Regions from separate parts of the Ovis aries genome. Here region 1 is linked to region 2. The links are chromatin contacts, called in public Hi-C maps. All regions are on one chromosome and are shown on one strand. Each heading gives the region's core, a stretch centred on a gene start, on an enhancer-like site or on the middle of the called end of the contact. The rest is flanking DNA. Distances are from core to core; before and after follow the strand shown. Region 1 holds the start of NCAPH2 (non-SMC condensin II complex subunit H2). Region 2 holds the start of TUBGCP6 (tubulin gamma complex component 6).

Evidence for each region. Hi-C and Micro-C count contacts between places; a contact is called where the count stands out from the background.
Region 1: a contact with region 2 is called in a Hi-C map of liver, with 4 times the contacts expected there. The contact joins the promoter of NCAPH2 here to the promoter of TUBGCP6 in region 2. A contact is called at or near these places in 2 of 16 Hi-C or Micro-C datasets (liver and mixed tissues).

What each region holds. Positions count from the first base shown.
Region 1 is chr3:225,735,137-225,738,978 of ARS-UI_Ramb_v3.0, reverse strand. It overlaps NCAPH2 (non-SMC condensin II complex subunit H2), which reads right to left and starts at 2,050. Exons shown (of 19, transcript XM_042247964.1): 1 at 1,851-2,050. The coding sequence starts at 1,958. It overlaps LMF2 (lipase maturation factor 2), which reads left to right and starts at 2,417. Exons shown (of 14, transcript XM_027968279.2): 1 at 2,417-2,540; 2 at 2,929-3,182; 3 at 3,284-3,312; 4 at 3,455-3,672; 5 at 3,748-3,842. The coding sequence starts at 2,447.
Region 2 is chr3:225,532,888-225,536,701 of ARS-UI_Ramb_v3.0, reverse strand. It overlaps TUBGCP6 (tubulin gamma complex component 6), which reads left to right and starts at 2,470. Exons shown (of 25, transcript XM_042247933.2): 1 at 2,470-3,402. The coding sequence starts at 2,662. It overlaps HDAC10 (histone deacetylase 10), which reads left to right. Exons shown (of 19, transcript XM_060414318.1): 12 at 1-35; 13 at 153-237; 14 at 557-648; 15 at 776-832; 16 at 1,105-1,183; 17 at 1,384-1,566; 18 at 1,653-1,812; 19 at 1,968-2,245. The coding sequence ends at 1,978.

The DNA of each region.
Region 1 (3,842 bases), core at 801-3,300, 200 kb before region 2:
TGTGTGAAGTGCAGCCAGGAATGAGCCTCGGTGTTGCAGACTGATTGGTTCAAAGAACAGGTGGAGAAGAGCCTAAGTGAAGTCACCCAGTCGTATCCGACTTTTTGAGACCCCGTGGACTGTAGCCTACCATGCTCCTCCGTCCACGGGACTTTACGGGCAAGAACACTGGAGTGGGTGCCATTTCCTTCTCCAGGAGGAGAGCCTAAGACAAGGCTAAGACAGTGAGCAGAGCCAGATGCAGAGAAGGAAGCCTGGCTTCTATCCTGGGAGCAATCGAAAGGGGTGTTAGGCAGGGCAGTGCTGCGGCCTGATTCTAAAGTGTCGCACTTGCTGCTGGGTGGAACGTGAATTGGATAGAGCCAAAAATAAGAGTAGGGAGTCCAAGAATAAGGTTTTAACATGAATGGGAGCCAGCCTGTGGCCTGGATCTGAGAAAATGGAAGAGAGATTAACTGAAGTTCTGGTGACATAGCTGATAGAAGCCACGGGACAGCTCGTGCGCAGCGCCAGGCTTCCCGAGCTCTGAGCTTTCACTCTGAGGAACACTGGCGCTGTGTACCAAGACCAGAAAGGCTGAGCTCTGACCAGGAAAACAAGGGGCTCTCCTTTAAGTTGATGATCAATTCCAAAGAAATGGTGTTTTTAAACTGTGGTGTTGGAGAAGACTCTTCAGAGTCCCTTGCACTACAAGGAGATCCAACCAGTCCATCCTAAAGGAAATCAGTCCTGAATATTCATTGGAAGGACTGATGCTGAAGCTGAAGCTCCAATACTTTGGCCACCTGATTCATAGAGCCGATTCATTACAAAGACCCCTCCCCAGGAGGAGAAGGGGACGACAGAGGATGTGATGGTTGGATGGCAGCACCGACTCACTGGACCCGAGTTTGAGCAAGCTCCAGGAGACGGTGAAGGACACGGATGCCCGGCATGCTGCAGTCCATGGGGTCACAAAGAGTCAGACATGAATAAGCGAGTGAACAACGACGACAACTCCTTTAACTCTATTAAACCTGAGGTGCTGGTGTGACGTCTAAGCGAGAATGTCAAGATTAAGAAGCTGGATACGCAAACCAGAATCAGGAAAAAGGCCTGGAATGGAACTATAAACCGAGGGAGGGGGGAGTAAATAAACAAACCCAGCAACTGTCCTCATACAAGTGGTACTTAAAACCATGGAAATAAGTGAAGTGGTTTAGGGGAAATGTGTAAAAAGATGGCTCAGGCCACGCCCTGAGGAGTTCAACAGTGAGACTAGACAGGAGACAAAACCTGTTTCCAAAGAGAGGATGCCACCAACTCATCAAATGCTGCTGAGCTGAACAAGACGGCTCTTCTGGTGACCCCTGGATGTGGTGGGAAGGAAGTCGTTATTGATCAACGCAAGAGCAGTCCAAGAGGGCTAAGCAGTGCAAGTGAAACGCAGAAATGGAGCGGACAGCTCTTTAACGAGGTCTGGACATACTGTCAGATATGAGGGAGGGGTTAAATGCTGACGGTGGAGCACGGGCTTGGAAGTCTAACATAAGATCTCCCTCCTGCATCGTAACCCAGACCTCTGGCACAGCCACACATGCACACAAATTCTCTCCTACTCTATTACAGAAAAGTGCTGGTCGCCACTCACTAGATCGACCTCAAGGCTCATTAACAGAAAGCGATCTCTAATGACAGCTCCAGGCTAATCAAGTAAGGGGTGATTTCGAGGGCCAAGAGACGGAGCTAGGAAAAAGCGAACGAGCCTGCGGATGAGTGCAGTCAGCGCGCCAGACGGAGGCGGCACACGCCCGAGAGGCGGCAGAGCCCCGCGGCCCCCGCCCCGCGCCACTCCCCGGGGCCGCCCTCACCTCCTCAAGATATTCGCCCAGCTGGGCCGCCACGTCCACCTCCCAGTTCCTGGTGAGGTCGCGGATGGGCAGCAAGAGGTGGGCGAAGCGCGCCTCCACGTCCTCCATGTTCGGGAGGAGCCGGATCGGCCCGGGGACCGCAGCGCCGGCTTCTCGACGGGCCGGTGCACTCAGCCCGCCACTACTTCTGGCGCCATTTTGCTGTTCCCGCCCAGGAAGACACGTAGCGCGCAGCGACGCGCGCACAACTTGACGCAGAGCGGCCTCCTCACGCCGGAAAGGGCGCAGGACGCGCCGGAGGCGGGGCGTGAGCGGGGCCGGGGCCCGCGGCGGCGGTGGGCGGGGTGGGGCTTGCAGCTGCGGCCGGGGCGGGGGTGCGGGGCGGGGCTGGCGCGGAGGGGCGGGGCCGGGCGGAGGGGCGCGGCCGGCGCAGGGGGCGGGGCCGGGCGGAGGGGTGGGGCCGGCGCGGAGGGGCGCGGCCGGCGCAGGGGGCGGGGCCGGGCGGAGGGGCGGGGCCGGCGCGGGGGGCGGGGTCGGCGCGGAGGGGCGGGGCCGGGCGGACCCGCGGATCGTGTCCAGCCCGCCGCGTAGCGGACATGGCGGGCTCTCGGCTCCCGCGGCAGCTCTTTCTCCAGGGCGTGGCCGCCGTCTTCATGTTCGCCTTCGCTTCCCTTTACACGCAGATCCCGGGTGAGGGCGCCGAGAGCCGGGTGCCAGCAGGCGGGACCCCCCCCCAACCTGGGTCCTGTGACCCCCTCATCTCCCCGCCCGACACACCGATGTGTAGGGGCAGTGAGGTCCAGGCCCGGATGCATGGGGTCGGGGGCTGCGGTTTGTGTCCTGCGAGTCGCGGGGATGTGGGCCGTAGGCAGGCGTGCAGGGGTCCTTTTCAGCACGGTTGTGGGTTCTGACCTCGGCGGGAGGGTCTGGAGGGTCTGCAGGCCTTGACTTGTCGTGAGGGAGAATCTGCGGGTCCCGACCTGGCTTGGGGAGGGCAGATCCGCAGGCCCTGGCTGGTGGGGGGAGTCTCGTCTCCGCGGGCCGTTTCCTGGGCCTGCCCTGATGTGTCCTCCCACAGGCCTGTACGGCCCGGAGGGCATACTGCCTGCCCGGAGGACACTGCGGCCCCAGGGAAAGGGCCGCTGGCAGCAGCTGTGGGAGACCCCCACGCTGCTGTGGGAGGCCCCGCTTCTGGGGCTGGACACTGCCCAGGGCCTGGAGCTGCTGAGCCTGCTGGGCACCGTGCTGGCCCTGGGTGCCCTGCTGACGCGCCCGCTGCGCCACCCCCTCGTGTACCTGCTGCTCTGGGCCGCCTACCTGTCTGTCTGCCAGGCAAGTGAGGCGGTGCCACTGGGGACCCTTGCCTCCAGCTTCCTCCAGGCCCACCCGCCCTCTCCCCAGCCCAAGCTTCCTGACCACCCTTCTCCCTGCAGGTGGGCCAGGTGTTTCTTTATTTCCAGTGGTGAGTGAATGTTGGGTCTGGGGCTACAGAAGGCTGGGTGGGTGAGATGGGCTGGGATGTGCTTGTCTCTCCCAGGAGGATCCCCTTAGGGGAGCAGCCTTGATGGGGAGGAGGGCCTCTGTGCTATTCTTTCTCCCCACAGGGATTCCCTGCTGCTGGAGACAGGTTTCCTGGCCGTGCTGGTAGCCCCTCTGGGGCTGCCCCCCAACCACAAGCAGGCCCCCCAGGGCAGGCCAGGAGGCGTCTCCCCCCATGAAGGCCTCGCCTTCTGGCTCGTGCGTTGGTTGCTGTTCCGCCTCATGTTTGCCTCGGGTGTGGTCAAGCTGACTAGCCGTTGCCCCGCATGGTGGGGGCTCACTGGTGAGGGTCCCTCCCTGGATGTGCGGCAGTGTTGGGGGCTCTGCCCAGCCCTGACCGCCCACCTGTCCCCTGCAGCCCTCACCTACCACTACGAGACTCAGTGCCTGCCCACGCCGGCCGCCTGGTTTGCCCACCGCCTGCCCGTCTGGCTGCACAAGCTCAGCGTGGTG
Region 2 (3,814 bases), core at 1,221-3,720:
TCACTGCCGCAGGAGGAGATGCAGGCCTGGGCCAGGTGGGCAGGGTGGGCCTGCGGGGAGGGACCAGGTCATGTCTACATGTGTGTCTGTGACTCAGCTGTGGTCTGCGTGTCACGGTGTCTCCTTGTGTTCCCCTGGTTTGTCCACCACAGGCCACATGAGGCCCTGGCCCAGGACGAGGCCCTCATTGCGCTCGGGAAGGTCCTATACCTCTTGGACAGGATCCTGGATGGGCAGGTGGGGGCACCTGGGAGTCAGGGCAGGGCTGGGTGGTACAGAACCATGTCGACTTGAGTGTTTCTTTGTGCCCAGGATCCTTCCCAGAACAGCCCCCAGGGACAGAGTTCAGGAGCACCCCTCAGTTCCCTCAAGGAAATTCTCTTGGCAGAGAGGTGAAGGGGATGACTTGTAGTTTAAAGCATCTTATTTTAAGAAAAGGAGTGAAGCAGTTGAAGCAATTTGACCTCAGATTGCACAGATGATACTCCGTAGCCAGGGGCAAAGAAGGGACTCCCAGCTTGGGAGTTGCCCTTTACACCTGTTACCCACCCCACAGGTGAGCAGTGGCACGGCAGCCACCCCAGTCCCTGCTGCAGCTGCCACCCTGGACGTGGCTGTTCGGTATGGCCTGTCTCACGGAGCCCAGAGGTAAGTCCCTCCTGGCTGGTCCAAGGCTCCAAGGCAGGGCTTGTGGGCTGGCTGCGTGGGAAGGGCTCTGGGAATGGGCTCCAGGTGCGGCGTGTGCAGCTCATCCAGGAGCCAACTCTTCCTCCAGGCTGCTCTGTGTGGCCGTGGGAAAGCTGGATCGGCCCCCAGATCTCACCGATGATGGGTATGACTCTCGGGTCATATGTACCTCCAGTTTCACAAGTGGGTGGGTGAGCATATCACCCTGGATTCCTGGGTGACAGGTGGGCGGGGCCTTCTGCAGCTGGAATTCCAGAAGGGCCCCCTTGGAGCAGTGCCAGAAGGGTCTCCAGCACGGAGGGTCAGCAGTCCTAGCATCTCTGCCCCTGAGCTGTCCCTCATCTTTCTCGGCTCTGGAGGGTGGGCGGCATCTCACACACAAGCACGTATATCCATATGCTTGCTCTCCCCTGGAAGGAGGAATCTATGGCTGAACATTGGGGGTGAGGAGGCAACTGCCCCATCCATCTTCCACGTCTCTGTGCCACTGCCGGTGGTGAGTGGGGCGCTCACAGGGCAGGGCAGCTGCTGCTCACTAGCACTGGCATGAGGGCCAGACTCCGGGCCTTTACCTGCCCTTCCTGGCGGGGCTGTGGGTGTGGGTGCCTGCCCACCCAAGACTGCGAGGTGGGGTGACCCGAGCTGGCCAGAGTTCCCTGGATGATGGTCTGGGCTATGCCGCTGTCACTCCCACAGACACCTGGTGGGTTCCTGAGCTGTGTCCTGGCCCTGGTGCTGCCCCTGGCCTACAGCTTCCAGCCTGACCTGGTGCTGGTGGCGCTGGGGCCGGGCCATGGCCTGCGGGACCCCCAGGCTGCACTCCTGGCTGCACTGCTTCGGGGCCCGGCAGGCGGCCGAGTCTTCGCCCTTGTGGATGAGGTGAGCTGGGTGGGGTGGACCTGCTGTGGGATGGGAGGTGGGGAGAAACAAGTGACTCACGGCTTCCACCTCTGCTGCTGGCCCAGGAATCCACACCCCAGCTTGCGACAGTCCTGGCCAGGGTGTTGAACGGGGAGGCACCCCCCAGCCTGGGCCCCTTCTCCATGGCCGCCCCAGAGGACACGCAGGCCCTGATGTACCTGAGAGGGCGGCTGGAGCCAAGGTGGAAGATGCTGCAGGTGGCTGGTGAGGCTGCGGGGCCAGGCTCAGGCTGAATGCGTGGGGCCTTGGGCGACAGCTGCCTTCGGGCTCTGCGGGGAGAGGGGCTCATGTCCCGGGGAGCGGAGTGCTGCCCTGAACCAGCTCATGGCCCTGTCAAGCAGTTGTGCCCCGCTTCTCAGCGCCTCCTTGAGTGCTGTGACCTGGCAGCTTGAAGTCGGCCACGGTGGGAGTATCTACACCTTGGAAGAGACACTACGCACCAGTCCCCCGGGAGCCTGTTGTTAGCCGTGCGCGAGCACGTCTCTGCGCGAGGCCTTCGACCTGAGGGCCAGGCTGTGGGCCTGCCCAGGACACGGGCTCAGGGGCTCGGGACCCCTGCTCCGGCGCCAGCCTCTATACGGACGAGCCCTCCCCGGCTCCCTCCTCCCAGCCGTCAGTAAAAGTAGGTTAACCCAGAGTCTGACTCCGCCTCTTTATTGAGCGCCGTGTAGAGTGGGCTCGGTCGGTTCTGGCTGAGTTTCCCAACCGGCGGGGATGAGGACCCAGGCCGGAAGTGCTGGTGGACGGGGCCTCCAGGCTCCGCCCCCTGCGCGCGGGCCGCCCGGCCCCCCCCCCGGGTGACGCAGTTCCGGCGCGCTCTCGCCTGCTGTCGGGCTAGTCGCGCCGCGGTGACGCGTTTGCGGCGCTGCCGCGCGCGCCTTCCTCCGGCTGAGGGGATCCTGAGAAGGCGGGTCAGGCCGCGCGCGCCTTCCTCCGGCTGAGGGAGCCGGGCCCACTCTCCATCCTCTGCGGCGCCTCTGCAGGTCGTCGCTTTTCCGGGGCCCCGAGAAGGCGAGTCCGGCCGCGCGCGAGGCCCTGGCGTGAGGCGGAGGCATGGCCAGCGTCCCGCAGCTGGTGGATGACCTGTGTGAGGTCCTCCTGCCGGCCGCCAAGGCTCCCTCGGGCCCGCGCCGCGGCAGCCGCAGGAAGGCCAAGCGGGGCCTCAAGAGGGTGGCCTATGACGCCCTGTTCACGGGCCTGTTTCAGGAGGAGGGTCGCGGGCTGCAGCCCGGCCTCCCGAGGCTGCCGGTGAGGAACAGGATCCTCATGCTGTCCTTCGACCTGCGGGTGGGCGGCCTGGGCGCCGAGGCCGACCGCCTGGAGGAGCTGGTGGAGGGGCTGGAGGCCGCGCCGCGCCAGCCGCTGGCGGAGCTGGGCGCGGTCCTGGAGCTGCTGGTGCGGCTGGCGGGCAGCGGGCCCCCGCGAGTGCGGCGGCGCCGGCGGGGCGTCTTCCTGCACAGCCGGCCGGTCGGGAGAGCCCTTCCCTACGGCGGCTACGACTGCGCTGACTTGAGCGAGTTGGAGGCGGACGTGCGGTCGCTCATCTCCGGAGAGGAGTCTCTGTGTCGAGACCTGGTCCGCAAGACGCGGCAGGTGATGGAGGCGGCACCGGGCACAGGACTGCCCGCCGTCGGGCTCTTTTCGTACGGCGACCCCTGCGGGGACAGGTTTGAAAGGGACACCCGCGTCTCGCTCTTCGGAGCCCTGGTGCACAGCCGCACGGCCGACCTGGACGTCCGCTTGGACCTGCCCCCGGTGCCGGACAGCGCAGACCTCTCCGGACTGGCCATCAAGGTAGAGTGTTTGCTTCCTGTCTGCGGCTCCTCGGGCTTGGGAAGCGCCTCGTTTGACCCTCCTTCAACTGGGGCAAAGGGAGGACAGCCGGAGTCCAGCAGTGGCGGTTGAGCTTTGGGGCGGGGCTGCTGGTGCGGATTCCCAGCGGCCCCCTCTCCGCAGGCCCGAGGCACATGCCAGTGTTTTCTTGTATTTGCCGTTCAGTCATTTCCCCTGCCTTCCAGTTGATGTTTACATTCCCTGGTGGCTCAGAGGGTAGAGAATCCACCTGCAGTGCAGGAGACCCGGCTTCAATCCCTGTGCCGGAATATCCCGCCGGAGAAGTATCCCACTCCAGTATTCTTGCCTGGAGAATTCTATGGACAGAGGAGGGCTACAGCCCTTGGGGTTGCAAAGAGTCAGAGGTGGCCGA